Linked DNA regions of Gossypium hirsutum: region 1 is linked to region 2. A link is a contact called in public Hi-C data. All regions are on one chromosome and are shown on one strand. Each heading gives the region's core, a stretch centred on a gene start, on an enhancer-like site or on the middle of the called end of the contact. The rest is flanking DNA. Distances are from core to core; before and after follow the strand shown. Region 1 has its middle 5.4 kb from the start of LOC121229233. Region 2 holds the start of LOC107958859 (serine/threonine-protein kinase 38-like).

Region 1 (3,255 bases), core at 590-3,089, 42 kb after region 2:
ATTTTGTTTCAATTTTTTTTTTAACCTTTTAAGGAAAAAAATATAAATTGTAGTTGAAAAAAAGTGCATTTACAGATGTGAAGTGTGCAGACAATCGTCCATTTCTTTTTTTTTTCTTTTTTTTATGGAGAAATTATACAAGACTTACGGTCGAGTTTACTTCATTTAGGTTTCATTTTTAGATATGAAGAAATTTAAGTTTTACTTTAAATTTTAAAAGTATGAAATAATATATTTTGTTGTGAAAGATTCTTCTTTTTCTTCCTTGTAAATTTGTGTTTAAAGATGTTAATTGAGTTTTACTTCGATTGGCATGGGTATTGTTACTAATGCAAAAAGACGTGTGTTTAAGAGCGTTGAAATGTAATATCTTTTGAGGACCAATTATAAAAATTAAAAAAAAAACCGTAGTGTTTGGTGTGGCGATTATTTGATATTTTTGGTTTGATTAGTATTAAAAATTCATAATTATTCAAATTAAAATTTATTTTTATTTAATTTATAATTATTCTATTTTTTATAATATAAAAATATTTAAAAAATAAAGGCCGATGAACTTAATAAAAATTTAAGACTTAAATTTATCTTTGGTACGTACGCTCAGAATTTCATATGTATATATTGAGGAACATATATTAATTTATTTTTTTCTAAGAAAGCATCTAGTCCCCCAAAAAACTAATATATTGCTTATTAATTCGAAAAAATTTAAGTAGATTTTGGGAGTGTAATTATTAAATTAACCCAAACATGAATAGTATTATTACATGTTAATATAATCCAAACGAAATTTTAATTTTTGGATGCGATTGTAAAAGCATTTTATGATTTGAGTGTGATTATAATTATATATATGTGTGGCTTGTTTCTATAATTATTATAATTAGTGAATTTCCTTGAATTGAGTGTTTATATTCTTCAATTTTTTGAGAAGGAGAAGAGTTGGAGTAATTATATGGATAATTACACTAAAATCTAATTAGCTAATACCATTCCAAACACATACATAATTTAAATTTAAGTTTTTAATTTTATAAAATTATATTAGTACATCTATATATTTTTAAATTACAATTATATTTTATTTTAAAAATTGAAACTTTTATTCATAAAAGATAATTTTTTTGTACATTTTGACCTATTAAATATTTAAATAAATTACATAATATTTATTATAAATTATTTATACCAATTTTAATTAAGGTGTTTTTTGATAAACTGAAAAATTAAGGTTATAAAATTTGTTTGGTATATTATTTAAAATTAAATACAAAATATAATTAGATCATTTAATAAATATAAATATAAATTTTTAAATTTTAAAAAATATTTATTTTTTATGTTTATCCTTATTTTTTAAAATATTTCATGTTATTTTAAAGAAAGCCAAAATTTAAAAGTAAAGTCAATAATTTTTAAATGATAATAGGATGTTAAAATAAAATAAAAATGATTAGAAATTCTGAATTTATTAAGACATAATTCCCTATCTAAAATTATTCTTTTTTATTTTGATTATGGGTTATAAATTGAGTATATTAATTTTCAGCCAAATTATTTTTTTCGATGACTTATGGAGTATGACCAAAATTATATATTATTTATTAAATTATTTACACTTGGTTAAGGACAAATCAATAATAATGATGAATACATATTTAATGTTAAAAGTGTAAATAATCCAACGAATATGAAATTATGGATAATCAGATAAAATAGTGTAGGATAATTTTATTAATTTTATTAGTAATGATATTATCAAACACTTTCTTGGACTAATATATACGTTGTACCTCACATTCAATATGGTGGACCCAATACCATAAAACTCAAATCCATAAGGTCTAGCTGAGGCAACTCAGCTTAGATAATGGTGATGCAACCCCATAACAATCATGTCTGACAAACTTCACCCTTTAAACCTCTTTACACCCTCGTACAGACACTACCTTCTTAAGACGACACAATCCAAATAAGATATATATTGAGAAGACTCCTACAAGTACCCATGAATGTATCACCTCTAGTAGTTCCTCCATTTGGTTTTTTCAAGTGAAGTACAATAAAATCTTAAGTTGACACTCACTATACTACAACGCCTAGACTTGAGGGATATGAGTGTATGACTAGCCTTCCTTTTCCTATAAATACCACCTGGACGACAAGTAAAAGTAAGTCGTTCTATAAGACTACCATTCATGTCTATTCGCCACCAAGTGCTCTCTGCAACTCTCTCAATGTGAACTGCCTTTACAACAGCGGCTCTTCACAATCTCTCTTCGCATGACTTTCTGGATGGGTTCTGCAAAAAGCAAAGCTTGATACTGAGCTAAATCATAATTGTGCTGTAGCAAGATTACAAAGCAGATTCAGTAGAAGGTTGCTGTTTTACCAGTGCCAGACCATGCTGGCGGAATTACGTATACACTTCTAGTGAAGAACACAATTCCCCTTTGTTGAATAACAGACTGCTTCTCGAATTCTATGTGCAAGCATTATGACTTAAATTTGGACCATCAAACCCCTTTTATCAAAAGCTCTCATAAACACTAAGCATGTAATCATGAGCCAGTAAAACTCAGAAAATTGGCTACTAAGTACACATGTCTAAGAATTAATCACATAAAAATTAGGGCTGATCGTAAAACTTACAATTCATTCATTTTGTTGTTATGATTACGCACATCATACCATGATCCTCCAAATTCCAAGTCTATTCAAAGTTAAAGGAACCTAAACATAAATGACAAGTGTGGATTCGTGGAAATATAGCAACCTTAAATTCTTCTAACTACAATAAAGTAAATTTAACTCAAAGGAATAGCAGCAACATAAGCTATACTTCAAAACACACTAGGGTTATTTATGGTACAGTAACATATTTTATTTTTATTTAAGTCTGATTCGGCTCAAAATATGATTTTAAAATTTTGATCCAGTCCGTTCATATTTACAAATGACTAATTCAGCTCATTTTAGGCCCACTTATATTATTTTATTAAAATTATATTTGTATTTATATTTTTTAAATTTAATATTTAATAATTTTAATGTTCAAACTTGAGCCAGATCTATATTTTAAACGAGACAAATTTTTTTGCCCTAGCTCATTTTTCAAGTATAATATTTTTGCTAAAATTCTTTCAAATTTTAAATAAATCTTTAAGCCTGAACAAGTCTAACTATAACAAAGTAAAACACTCTAAGCCCCAACAAGGTAATGAGCAATGCAATACAATAGGCAATGAATAGGCT
Region 2 (3,242 bases), core at 358-2,857:
CTTCAAGCATACAAATGCTGAGAACATTTTGGAAAAGGCTACATCAGGTTGAGGAAAACAGTGTTACAACTTACAAGGAACAAGAAACTTCATTGCAATAGATCTCATTTACATAATAACCCAAAAGTCATTGTAGAATTGATTTAAAATTCCTTTATCAAATAAAGCTGAAAATATCATGTACCACATGAAATTAGTAAGTTCTCTAAGGATAAAACTAAAAGTAATAATTTGACTAGCAAATCAGATATTTTAATCTGCGCACTGCACGTGCATGCACACACACAGAAAAAAATGAAAAAAGAAAAAGATAACCTGATGTCATGGTTGTGGTGAATTGGTATGAACCAATCCAAATCTATCAGTTTTCTACAAATAACATCTGCATACCGTGTAGATCAATGAAGCAAAACATGCTTTCCTTCATTGTCTTAATCAAATATGTGTTGGACAGCACTGCATTTGTACCTCATGATAAGTCATTTATATTAGCCCTAAATTTTCCATATTTTCCAAAATAAAAACTTTGCTTTTAACATTTTTTATCTCCTAAGGACACAAGTAACAGGAGTTCCCTTTGAGGTGATTGTAGTTTCTTTTGTTCCAAGGGAGCTAGTTTGGGGCTTCAACTACAAAATATCAATGGTATAAGGAGAAGTTTGGATCATCAAAATTATCAACTCAAAGAGAACTGTAAAAGACATTAAATAGAAGCTTCTTACTGGAGCAACTTTGCATTATAACTAAACCATGCACCAGATCAGTTTTAATAAGCACATACCATTAATTGATGAGAAAAGCAAAGGAGAATACATAACACAATTTTCTTTTCCTGATACTTCGAAATCCATTTTTCGAAAAATTACCTGATTTGGGGAAACTGCTAAATGCTCCTATTAACTGCCCCAATTTCCTATCATGGAAACCTAGGTTGACATTAATCCACTCCCCAAATACTAACAAAGGGGAAAAAAAAAAACTAAGCCTCATACATAGTAAAGCAAAGCAAACACCAGACTCATCAGCTCAAAACCGGAAAATTGAATTAAAAAGAAGAAGCAATTGAAATTAGGTTCAGCTGACTACAAAGTTCATTGATTCCACCAACAAAAATGCTCTAATCTATCATCACAAGTTCCTAGCTTTCTCTTTTTTGATTTCACAGCAACAAAACAAAGATCGTAAAGAATGCAAAAAAAAAAAAGAGAAAGAAACTGCAATTTTTTTGTTTAAGTAAAACAATACCTTTCTTTGCGTTCTTGAATATTCTTCATCTGAGCTCTATAATGATTCTCGATAAACTGTTTAGCAGCAGCCACTTTCTCCATCGTCAAGCTTGACCCTAACACCTCCTCTTCTCCACTCTCTTCTTCCTCTATACCCTCCATTTCCCCTCTCTCCCTCTAAAATCTCCCGTTCTCCGTCTTTCTCTCTCTCTCTCTCTCAGTATATATATTTATATATTTCCTCTTCTAAAAGCTTTCAACTTTTTTCTGTATATCTCTTTACTTAAAGAAAGATAAAAACTTTTTGATTTACTGCAACAGCCAACGAAGAGAGATGATGGAAGAGAAAACAGAGAGCTCTTTCACTGATTTTCCTCTGAATCTTCTACTTCCACTCTCACCATCCTTTGCTGTTTATACTCAATAAAAATCATCCACGTGGATAGATACCATCATGGCTGTGTGTTGATTCTTGTTTTGGAGCGGGTTCAGGGTGGGACTGGGAGCAGTGGAGGATATGTTTTTATTTTATTTTTAAGCAATAAATTTAGCGAGTGTTGTCAGCGTAGGAATGGGGGGAAAGAAACTCTCACGCGCGGCGATGAAAGCGTGAATTCCCTTCGAGATGTGGTGGAGAGAGGTGTAGTTTTCCGGTCATAAATGATTATTTAACACATTTTAGGACAAGAAAGCTACAATCGGGCCCACTGGGTTCTGGGTTGTGATTGGACAGTGCCGCTCACTCGCCTCGAATACAATGTGGGTTTTTGTGTGTTTCTTTTTTTTTAATTATCTGGTCAGTGATTGGCTGTATTTTGCTGCTTAAAAAAACGGGTTGATCTATTGTATTAATGCTCACACAGAAACTCACTGTTTGCATTATTGTTTGTTCCCTTTGATCTTAGTTGTAACAAAAGAAATTCATATACTGAAATCTTACGACAACCTTAACATGCTGCTGTCTTTTATATTTTTATATATATAGTAACAATATTATTATTTCCCTTTAAAGATTATAAAGGTCGTAAAAAAATCATGGATTCTTCACTTAAATTATTATTTATAAGAATATTTACCAAATACAATAGTTTGATGATTTCTATGCTTTAGAACTTACAACTCTAGACATATTTAATTTAATTGATTTGTGTAATTATTTATTTCAATGAATTTTTATAATTAATTCGTGTTTTCATTTATGTAGAATATTATAATTTTATTTAACTTAAGGGGACTTGTTAATAAAAGCAATAAATATTTTGATAGTGAATAATTTTTACTGAAAAAAAATTAAAAATCCAATAGTTAAAAAGGGGAGCTTCGAAAATTACTTTTTTTTATTAATTAATGTTAATACTGTGTTAACTAGATATTTAAAATAACTGATTATGGTATAAATATATAAGTATTAAATCATTGAGTACAATAAGGTAACATAGTAATTAAAGCTGCAGTCAAACACTCCTCTCCTAATATTTTAATTTAATTAAAAAGAAAAATAAGTTGTTATGTTTAATACATATATTTTTTGTATTAATCAATAAATTAGAGTTAAAATTATGGTGACTTGACTAAAAGAGAACATATATGATACAATAATTAAGTAACACAGAAACCGGTAAAATCTAATATCGGTAATCTAGGATTCTAAATGAGATGTACTTTTTGGACATGTGAGGGTAGGAAAGATTACCTGTATCTATGCAGGCAATATTGTCTTAAAAAATAATAAATTTTCACAGTGAAATCTAGCTGTTAAACCAGCAACACTCTGCCATAGAACTCATATATGATATGTATATCTCATGTGTGGTGAGTTGTACCATAATTAGACCAAATGATTCAGTACTCCAAAAAAAAAACCCAGTTCACCTGGGTCTCTCAACTTGTCCATTTTTTATTGGACAATGACAGTTCTCGGTCATGTGATGACATCCCACATTAATGGGTCACTTTTGTAGTATTTCAGTGTTTTTGTTTACAGATGAGAAAATCATTGAAGTTGTACATCTTCTA

Evidence for each region. A called contact is a pair of places that touch in the nucleus more often than the background predicts.
Region 1: a contact with region 2 is called in a Hi-C map of leaf, with 1.6 times the contacts expected there. The contact joins the enhancer-like site here to the promoter of LOC107958859 in region 2. A contact is called at or near these places in 4 of 34 Hi-C or Micro-C datasets (anther and leaf).

What each region holds. Positions count from the first base shown.
Region 1 is chrA05:4,084,357-4,087,611 of Gossypium_hirsutum_v2.1, forward strand. No RefSeq gene overlaps it. Among protein-coding and RNA genes, the nearest start is that of LOC121229233, 5.4 kb to the left of the region's middle. Within about 2 kb of position 1,840, at least 2 of the 9 cell types and tissues checked have an H3K27ac peak or open chromatin away from gene starts, as enhancers often do. A contact at or near this core is called in leaf, where this site is marked.
Region 2 is chrA05:4,042,751-4,045,992 of Gossypium_hirsutum_v2.1, forward strand. It overlaps LOC107958859 (serine/threonine-protein kinase 38-like), which reads right to left and starts at 1,608. Exons shown (of 13, transcript XM_016894760.2): 1 at 1,246-1,608. The coding sequence starts at 1,388.